Linked DNA regions of Mus musculus: all the other regions are linked to region 1. The links are chromatin contacts, called in public ChIA-PET and Hi-C maps. All regions are on one chromosome and are shown on one strand. Each heading gives the region's core, a stretch centred on a gene start, on an enhancer-like site or on the middle of the called end of the contact. The rest is flanking DNA. Distances are from core to core; before and after follow the strand shown. Region 1 holds the start of Arhgef6 (Rac/Cdc42 guanine nucleotide exchange factor (GEF) 6). Region 2 has its middle 11 kb from the start of Gm14718. Region 3 has its middle 33 kb from the start of Gm14718.

Region 1 (3,394 bases), core at 469-2,968:
ACCATACCTTGACAAAGTATTATGAGACAAAGAACGTCCAAAGTTGCCATTGAGTTCATTTTGAGTTGCCTAGCTACTGCTGGGAACAGGGCCTGCCTGTCCTTATAATAAGAGTGGTTTGTATAGTCCATGATATTCTCTTGGAGAAAATTAAGTTTTCATTTCTGAGTGGTTATTAATTAGGGATAGCTCCTGGATTAGGGAAGTGAACCCCCATCCCACATACACCATAAAATTATTTTGTTACTATTTCATTAGTGTAATTTTGCTACTGTTATGAATCATAATACAAACATATGACTTCTGAAATATATGGTATGTGATCTTTCTAAAAAGGTCCTCTAATATCCAAAGGGGTTGAGACCCACTGATCTAGACTGTGCATGATTGTAATGAAATAGCCTGTAAATATTAAAATTATTCAATTGGCCTGGGGCTATAGCTCAGTTGGTAGAGTGCCTGTCTAGTGTGTACAACATCCTAGGATCAACCCCAAACACCCCGTAAACTGGATTTGATTTTGCATGCCTCTAATCCTCGCATCTGGGAGGAGGAGGCAGAAGAATCAGGAGTTCAAAGTCAGCCTCAGCTACAAGAAACTATCCCTATCACTATCACCATCAAAAAAAGCAGGGAGACAGAGAACAACAAGAACAGGATTGTGAGACTTAGCGGGAAACAGCTATAATTAACTGGATGCCTCACATACATGTGGAGAGGTGCTGACGGCCTGCATTTGCCAACATTGAGCTATACAATTAAACTCTGCCTTATCATAAATTTCTCTATAGTATGACTATTTTACCTGGTACTAAAAGTGTTTGACAATAACAAACCTCTCTGGATTCATGAGCGAGGCTGGTTTGCAGATCACTATTTTAAATGCATCGTGTTTGTTGATGACAAGAAGTGAATCTTTCAGTCTGTAGTGTAGACAGAGAAGACAAGTGCTCTTTTGTTCTCAAGTGCTCTGTCTCCAAACATATTTCCCTCATTTTCTGTGACTGTGTCTAAGCCTTTGCTAAGGGTGCTGCAGCTGGACTGTGGAGTGGAACCAGGTCCAGAAAAAGAATTGCTAAAGAATGCAAGTAAACAGGATGTCAGATGTTATCCTTAGCCTATTTCCCTAAACATAGCTTTTTTGGCTACAACGTAAAATGCCATTCTTCCAGCTTCTGCTTAAATGCAGCGATGGCTGACAGCAGGGACAATCTTCCTTTGCTTGGCAAGTTTGTCACCATGCGGCTCCACATGTTTTGTAAAGAAGGCATGATCGTGACACACACTGTCACTGTGAGATTGTCTGAGGACATCCGGCCATTTCTGGGAGGAATTTTTTCAGTCCACCTAAGTCTTTGTTTGAGCTCTCTTTTACCAGCACAGCTCCCCACGAGGCTCAGATCTGTCTGACCTAAGAGCCAGTTGGCATCCTCCTCCTGACAGAAGCCAGATTTTTCACTGAGACTAGACTGTATTGACAGTGTTTTCCCAGTCTGCCCCATGCGTGTCTCATTTCCAAGGCTCTGTAAAGTGCTGGCTCACTCCGGTTTCCACGAGCACTTGCTGACTTTTCTGCCTCCCCAGCATCCTCCTCACTTCCTTTCCTTACAGCTTCTTGCACTGTTGTACGTGTTCCTCCCCCCACCCCACCCCCCCAAAGAAAAACCTAATGAGTTTGTTTTGCAAGTTTCGAAAAAGAACCAGTGATGTTCTCTCAGGAGTTTGTCCATTCCTTATCATTCCTTTCCATATCTTTAGGTATGATCTCTGTGGTTTAGAAATCCCACGTTCCTCTGTTGTCAGAGAAAAGTTGCCTTAAACCTTTGCCCCGCAAGCACCAGAAGAGCGCTCATAAAAGGAAGACAGCAGCAGATGCAATCACGGATGTGGCTTAGTCTTCACAGCTGCCCCGAGAGCTGTTCAGAGCGTCCGAGAGCCTCAGTCATGAATCCAGAAGAACGCCTTGTGACATGGCTTATATCTTTGGGAGTTCTAGAGTCTCCCAAAAAGACTGTCTGTGATCCAGAGGAGTTCTTGAAGTCCTCGCTGAAAAATGGGGTAGTGTTGTGCAAACTCATAAACAGACTTCTGCCTGGCTCGGTGGAGAAGGTAAGGTCATTTTGCTGTGTCTTTGGGATTACTTTCCACCACAGAGCAGCAATAATATCATTCTTGAGATTTTTCTATTGCGGGGTCATGGGAATCCCCTTCTTCAATATCTTTCTAAAAGTTAGGCGTTTTTATTTACTGTCCTTGTACTTTGAAAAAGTCAGAAAACGAAATATTATCCTTCAGTAATTGACCCCCTGATGTTACCTTACTAAAGCTGGGCTACAGGACTGCCAATCAGGGATAGGAGGACAACCTTATTGTGTACAAGTTTGCTGTGGTTGTGGAAATGCACATTAAACTTCCCCTGTGCACTTTAGACATGTTTTGAGCATGAGTCTGTGGGATAATGGAATAATTTTGTTGTAGATCTTTCTGGTGTTTGAAAGTTTGCCTAAAAAAAATGATGGAGACTTCCTTGTTTGTTTGTTTGTTTTAAGATTCATTGAAGAAAAGTCTATTCACAAGTGTCAATGTTACTTAAAACTCCCCCAAAACCAAAGAGAAACCAACTCTATGCATTGAAGGCAATGGGCATTCAAAGTGAAACTAAACCTTGCTTTAAAAAAACTTCAAGAGTTTTGAGGTTAGAAGCCCATGTTATGACAGTGGACAGTTTCTAAAGTAGGTGCTTTTGTGTCATTAAAGATAGAGTACTTATGATTCTTTTCTTAAGGTCATTGTGCACATAACTTAAATAAGGGTCTTTTGCCTTTTGGAATCAGTTCTATGTTTATGGAACAAGTAGATTTACTTATAATTTTTCAAATGTGAGAAATGGTGATTAAACTGATAAGATACAGAGAGACATAATAAAAAATGTGATGCTTAGACATAGTGAAATATGAACAAATTATCATGAGGAGTAGAGGGAGGTGATCAAAGTAACCTCAGGCAAAAGCAGGACTAAACGATATATATTTATATATACATACGCAGACACACAAACACACACACACACACACACACACACACACCTCAAACTGAGGCCGACTGCATCAATGTGTGTGTGTGTGTCCGTCCGTGTGTCCGTGTCTCTTAGTTTCTCCGATTTGCTAGCACCACAGTCGAGTAGAAGGTATGAGAAAACCTTAAGTAGAAGTGGCTTGGAGACCTCTGAAACAAAAAGCAACCGTTCAGGCATTTGCATCACTTCCTTCAGTGGTTACTTCTCTTCCTGGATGGAGAGCAGGGCTGCCCTCTGCCTTCCAAAGCCAACTGTGTCTAGTTATCAGCAAAAGAATATGATGATGGTTTGTCATGGCTTAGCAATCTCCAAGTGACA
Region 2 (3,312 bases), core at 183-2,682, 150 kb after region 1:
CTCAAGCACCTCAGAAATCAGCAGAGTCCAGCAAGAAGGCTTTTTCCAGGAGCTACTGTCATTGTGAGGTCTAACAAAGGCTCTGAGAATAGGCCTAGAAAACATCATTGTGCTAGCTATTATTACTTCAAATGCCCCACTGTGGATCTCCATGCAGCTCCTTTAGTATTTGTCTCAGTTTTTTTTCTCTTAGTTACCCTTTGTGATTGCATTTGACCCAAATAGGTTGACTGTCTTTTTGACTAGTTTAAAGATATTTGGGGCTTTAATTACATCTGCAACATCTTCCATATTTGCTTCATAATATAACTTAACCACGGGAGTATTATCCTATTACTCGTTAACTTCCCATAGGCAGGCAACTAGATAGAGCTATGTAATGCATAAACATGGAGGTGTGTGTGCAGGAACCTTACGAGCCATTGTACAACTGTACTTATTATAATAGCTCTACAATGTCAATAATCTCTTATTCCTTTGCTAGATCATAAGCAAAGAAATGGATAAAAATAAGAGACTGGGTATGTATATGCACATATATCTTATATGTAATTCTAGGTAAAAATTAATATGATTCTGCATGTTTTTTTTTCAAATACCCTTAGTGTATTTATTGTTCTTCCTTCTCTCTCTCATCCTCTCACCTCCATATTTATAGCCTCCTAATTTTTTCATTTCCCCTTTCAGAGTACCCGTGTTCTGCTTCAGAAATGTACCTATGAGCTCTCAACAATACAGTTGCCTAAGCAAAGCCAATATAGTGACACCACCAGTTGTCATGTCAATGTGGGCAAGGAAACTTTCACATGGTCCCACCCCTAGACAAAGAGCTGCAGGTGAGAGGGGGAGAATCAGTTTCCTCCAGGGACAAACTCCTACAGAGATTGTACAATCCTAAGTGACCATCCCTGTAAATGTGCTCATGTGAACAAACCGACATGGACTCAGTAGGTTATATACTCATGGGTGTACACACACACACACACACACACACACACACACACACACGTACGTACGTATATTCATGTAACAGTCACAAGTGAGGAGGCGATCATGAATTCTGGAGAAGGACCTGGGAGGAATTGGAGGTGAAGGGGCAGGAGTCATATAGATTCAATGCTTTCGTATGAGTTTTTAAAAACTTATTTTTAAGGAAGAAAATTACTTTGCACATGTCTGTTTTGGTTCACAGAAGACTTACCATTATGCTAAAATAAGAGTGGAGGAAGCCTTTAGAATTTTCTGAGAAGTCATACAACTTATGCTGGGCTGAGAATCCAGGCTGAAAGTCCTCTCTGGTGCTTATCACGTCACCTAGGTCAGTTGAGGAGCTGCTTGGCACCTCTTTGATTCGGGCACTCTCTCACCACAGGGTCTCCACACACCCATCTCTAGCTCCTGGCAAATACTCAGAACCTAACACCTGGGCACCATGTGATCTCCACTGTTTATGAAGAGATCAAGGGCATCCTGGGTGAGGGAAGTGAAGGGCTGAAGAAACAGCATCTAAAGCTGAATGTAAGGACTTCAGAAGATGACTAGAAGACCTCACTTCGACGGTGGTGGTGTTAGCTCTTTTGTTTTTTGTTTTTGTCTTATTTTAGTTTGGTTTTCGGCTTGGATGTATGAAATACCAGAGTAGTTATGTATTCTTTAACAAATATCGTTCTATTCTAGCATTCATTAGCTCCATTCTCCTTCTAGTGGACATGGCCCTGTTCTGAGACATAACTCAGAATGGATTCAGTCAGTATTTTTTTGTGGTACCTATATTGACATACAATTTCCACACCATAGGATTCACTCATTTAAAGTATAGACTTTAAAAATCCTTGCCACATGCATAGTTGTATAACCATCTGTTATCGCCTAATTCCAGAACATTTCTCATCAACCCCAAAAGAAACCATGCCCCCCTTTATCAGGCTCATCTCATTTCCTTCCTATACACCATTCAGTTTTGACTGCAGCAAGATTTCTGTCCCCCAAATTTTCCCAGCCTAGTGACGCACCTCCAGGGGAGGAGATCTGAAGACTAGTGTGAAGGTCTGTGTGCATTCTTGGTCAGCTGTCTGATGGTACAGACCTCTCTTTCAGCATCTCCATTTATTAGACTTAAAATGAAGGAGTTTGGACCATCAGAGGAGTCTTTGTTATTCTTGTAATCCACCCACAAAACACTCTGTAAACAAGGTACACATTTAGTTCAACAGCTCACCCTCCTCTCTTGCCCGCCCCCCCCCCCCCGTGTGTGTGTGTGTGTGTGTGTGTGTGTGTTTGAAAATCCTTGTGAATGTGTGTGTGTAGGCAAGAATGTGATGTGATGTTGGGTGTTTTCTTGACTCCCTTTTCAAGTGTTGAGCTTTCTATTTCTGCTAGACTGGCTATCCAGCAAGCTCCACAGATCGCCTGGCTATCTCCAGGCCTTCCTTCCCTGCCTGTCCCTCAGCATAGGGTTACAGAGTACGCTGCCATGTGGGACTTTTATGTGATTGCCTGGGATCTGAGGACAGGTCCTGGGACTTTCACAACAAGCACTTTACCTTCTTAAAAATCCTTCTAGTCCTCAGCCCACAGCCCAGCATTCTTATCCCTTCTCATCATGCCTTGACCTGTTCTCCTTATCTGCAATGCTTCCCACCCATTTAGAACCAACCTCAGCTGTTTCTCCTCCAGGAATCCCTATGTAGTTCCCTATTTTCTCTAAACTCTTCTGGCAGCCACACAACTTGGACCTTCCTTATATAGAGGAAATCTGTGTTTCTTGTGGATGGTTTCAGAGCCGCACCCTGCAATGCTATTTATTCTTTCTCTACCCTATGCCTCATCTGTTTGGTCTCTGATGCAAATTACCACTGCACTTCCCAGTGTGCATCGTAGGTAGTAAGGAAACAGTATGGGACTCACAGGGTTCCAGTACTCATGCTGTCCCCAGTCCAGGCTATGACCTAAGAAGCTATATATCATTGCAGCTCCAGCAACAATGTGAAAGCTAGGAAGAGTCGAGTTACTTAGTCAAGCTCATATGTATCACAGAGAAAAATTCCACGTGTGTCTGGTTTCTGTGTCTTTGACCTTCACACTATGAAGGCTCTTTTTATAATAGGCGATACAGAGCTGTGATGAGTCCAGGTTTCTCCTGTAACAGGTCGGTGGGTGTTGGGCCTAAGACAGAGTTGCACAGAGACTCCCACTATCTTATTACACTTCCTATCTCGAAAAACATCCCAAAGGCACCAAGCTCTTGATTGCTGCAGCTTTAGGCAATCTGTTAGGCTACTGAGAGGTGAGAACAAGTGTGGAGGCAAAGTG
Region 3 (3,228 bases), core at 368-2,867, 170 kb after region 1:
AAGGCCCATCCACGCCACAATAGCTATCAGTGCTTCATTCCTTTTTATGGGTGAATGATACTCCATTGTATGGACATACCATGTATCATTTCAATAAAGGGATTCAATAGAACCTATGGGGAATGGTGAGCAGGAACTAGGACAGTTTTCAGCAGGAGGGTGGGATTGAATTTAAGACCTGTTCATCAATTCTAGAAGTCCTGAAGACAGGTTACAGAAACATCATGGAGGATTGCCATGGCTTTTTAGGTAAAATGGAGCCCTTTGGCATAAGGTTTTTGGTGTTAATGTTTTCCTCAAATTTATTTTTCCCCTGTGGTTGTTTCACCTTAAATACACCTCCTCTCAGAATATTCCCCACATCGTCCTCCCAATGTCTTTTCCCTTTAAATGAAAACTACTGAATACAATTTGTGCTGCCTATACATGGGTGTTGGGCTATCTACTGAAGCTTGACCAACGTACCTGAACATGACCCTCTGTACCCATAAAAACCTCACTATCCGTCTCCCAGTACCAAGCAACTGCCTGCAGCTCCTCATCTAGGGATGGCGCCTCCTGAGCCCCTTTCCTATTCATGCTGGAATGCTGACTGGATTAATCTTGTCCCTGTCTTGTGTAGGCAACCACAGCTAATGTGGGTTCTTATGTGCAAGGATTCTGTCATGTGCAGAAGACACTATTATGTAGTAGTCCTATCCAACCTCCAGCCCATACTGTCTTTTTGTACCTGCTTCTGTGATGCTCTGAGCCTTGACAGGGAGGAGCTGTGTACTCAAGTATCTGTTCTTTGGCCGGATGATGGGCAAGAGTTTTTAACAGACCAGTTTTCAGGCTTAGTGTACTAGACATGCTGATCATTTGCCTGCCTACTGCCCTTAGGCCCCTAAATGGCTCCAGAATGCCAATTCTTTCTCTGTGCTTTCTGATGACTGCTGAATTGGCAGGCATTGGATGCAATCATGTCCCCTTTCTTAAACAGATTAATTCCCTATGTAGAATTCTTGAAGCCTGGTTTTAAAATAAATGGTGATCTTAAACGATTAGGTTCCTCTTCTTAGCATATGGAAATCTCAGAGTCTGAACCCTCAGATTCACCAGATCTGGCTAAAGTGGAATGAAAAGGCATATTTGCAGCAAGTTGTATGAGAGGCCACATAATAAGGGCAAAAGTTCTGAGGTATCTAGTAAGTAAAAAGGAAAGAATACAATAGATATACAGAAAGAAACTGAGATGGAGGACAAGATTTGGTCTTCTGGAGAGAAAGCCAGGAATGGTAACTGTATTGTTCTGGGTGCTTAAGAATGCTATAGGATGCGATCTTCATTTTATCTGTGTCTCCATGATGCTTTGACACATTTTTACCAAACCAGTTTTAATGGGTCTCTTGCTTGCATTCCAAGAGACCTCGATGGAGGAATGTGCACGAAAGATACTAAGTTGAGTGTTTAGAGTGGAGTGGAGGAGGAAAGTTGGGATAGCAGATGTTTGTTAGGATGCTGAGCATTGGCTCTTTAGCACTGAGGCAATCTTTCAGCCTCAGGGTGGTGGGAGGAGATTGTGCCTGGTATCTGGCAGGGTAAAGTACAAAGGAACATAGGCTTTATGAGAGCTTCCTGCCCTGAGACAGATGTATATTCACACCGGTGTAGGCACATGTGTATGTGTCTCTATGTGGCCTATGGATGTAGAGGGAATGGGTTGGCAAGGGGGAGAAACTTGAAGAAAATCCCAATCTTGGGCAGGATATGCAGTACATTCTTACACCAGAGTAGTGTAAGGGATAGTGTGGCTTAACTGTTGATGAGTTCATTCTTAGAGCTACATCTTTCAAAAGCATCATAGAACAAAGTCACTCTGCTTCAACATGTCTCTCATGATAACAGCTGTAAGGAAGTTACAATAAAAGCTTGGAGGAGGGATAGGGTATCTTAAAATTGTATTTCTAGAATTTTCTTCTTCAAATATATATCTATAGAGATGTGCAGACTGGAGCCATGAAACTTGCAAGGCATCAAATACATTGCTCTCAAATGTCTCAGTGTCCTAAAGCAAGGTACCCTGGTAGCCCACTGACATTGGAGAATGTGTGTATATAATAATGCTATCCCCAAACTGGCACCCTCTTGAGTAAGCAATGTAATATAAACTCTATAATCTAACCAATGGGTGGGCTCCTATCTATGGGATCTGCACTTGACACCCATTTAGGTGTGGAGGTGATATAATGAGTGTGTACATCTGTGTAAAAATGAAATCAATACAGATTTTTGTGAATCAGATATACTTCAATAAAGCTGTAGAAAAACTTTATTAACTTATAAGTTTTGGTTTGGTTTGGATTTTGAGACAGGGTCTTACTAAACTTAAAGTTACTTATAGCCCAGCCTGACATTGATTGCTTAATCCTCTTACTTCAGAATCCTCAGTATTGAGATTACAGTTGTATGCTTATTTTTTTTCTTGCATCTTACCAGTTCTTGCTATGGAGAATATCTCTCTCTCTCTCTCTCTCTCTCTCTCTCTCTCTCTCTCTCTCTCTCTCTCTCACACACACACACACACACACACACACCCCACAGTACCTTTAAAAACCTATGATAAGCCTACACCCAGGGGCCCATTGGTAGCAGCTGGTCACATAGCACTGTTAATTGGAACCCTTTCTATTTAACAGATTCATGTCAGTCTTCCTGGCCTTCTAGTCATGCCAGGCTAGCATGCCCGTGGGCTCCTGATGTACACCAATCTGGCAGAGAGAAGTAGAGCATTGAAACAATCCTGCCACCTGCTGCCCAAAATGCTTTCCTAATCTTTTGGCATTTTTTCAAACTCTTTTTGTTTTAAAATGCTTCTGTTGGTCTTTACTTTATAGTTATAAAAGTAACCTGCCTTGCTATAAAAGTGTAAACAATGAACCAAGCATTGTTCTGCATACCCATACTTCCATCACTTGGACAGTGGAGGCATGAGGGCAGGAGCTCAAGGCCGGTCTCAGAATCACAGAGATTTTGGGGTCAGCCTGAGCTACATGAGATTCTGTGCTTAAAAAAAATAAAATAAAAATGCATGGGCAGAAGAGACAGCTCAGTTGATAGCCATTGTTTTACAAGCATGAGAGTGCGAGTTCCCTCGCTGGGACCACATAACAAAGTCCAAGTGCCAAAGAAGTAGAGCTAGGTCCATCTTGTTAACAGGCATGCTAGCCAGTCACCCTTAAGAAGTGA

The links. Hi-C and Micro-C count contacts between places; a contact is called where the count stands out from the background. ChIA-PET counts read pairs in DNA pulled down with a chosen protein or histone mark.
Region 2: an RNA polymerase II ChIA-PET map of memory CD8 T cells shows a contact between it and region 1, with 45 read pairs. The contact joins the enhancer-like site here to the promoter of Arhgef6 in region 1. A contact is called at or near these places in 2 of 39 promoter capture datasets (both in the 3T3-L1 cell line), 1 of 484 Hi-C or Micro-C datasets (CD8 T cells), 4 of 115 datasets of contacts at active chromatin or transcription factors (CD8 T cells, T-cell acute lymphoblastic leukemia, effector CD8 T cells and 1 more) and 2 of 9 other capture datasets (adipose tissue and liver).
Region 3: a contact with region 1 is called in a Hi-C map of Th1 cells, with 2.8 times the contacts expected there. The contact joins the enhancer-like site here to the promoter of Arhgef6 in region 1. A contact is called at or near these places in 7 of 39 promoter capture datasets (the 3T3-L1 cell line, 3T3-L1-derived adipocytes, hippocampal neurons and 2 more), 1 of 15 datasets of contacts at CTCF or cohesin (pro-B cells), 3 of 484 Hi-C or Micro-C datasets (CD4 T cells, Th1 cells and double positive thymocytes), 1 of 115 datasets of contacts at active chromatin or transcription factors (the SCID.adh cell line) and 1 of 9 other capture datasets (liver).

The regions. Positions count from the first base shown.
Region 1 is chrX:57,337,053-57,340,446 of GRCm38.p6, reverse strand. It overlaps Arhgef6 (Rac/Cdc42 guanine nucleotide exchange factor (GEF) 6), which reads left to right and starts at 1,718. Exons shown (of 22, transcript NM_152801.2): 1 at 1,718-2,109. The coding sequence starts at 1,873.
Region 2 is chrX:57,187,666-57,190,977 of GRCm38.p6, reverse strand. No RefSeq gene overlaps it. Among named protein-coding and RNA genes, the nearest start is that of Gm14718, 11 kb to the left of the region's middle. Within about 2 kb of position 1,432, at least 26 of the 459 cell types and tissues checked have an H3K27ac peak or open chromatin away from gene starts, as enhancers often do. A contact at or near this core is called in CD8 T cells, T-cell acute lymphoblastic leukemia and memory CD8 T cells, where this site is marked.
Region 3 is chrX:57,166,295-57,169,522 of GRCm38.p6, reverse strand. No RefSeq gene overlaps it. Among named protein-coding and RNA genes, the nearest start is that of Gm14718, 33 kb to the left of the region's middle. Within about 2 kb of position 1,617, at least 4 of the 459 cell types and tissues checked have an H3K27ac peak or open chromatin away from gene starts, as enhancers often do. A contact at or near this core is called in Th1 cells, where this site is marked.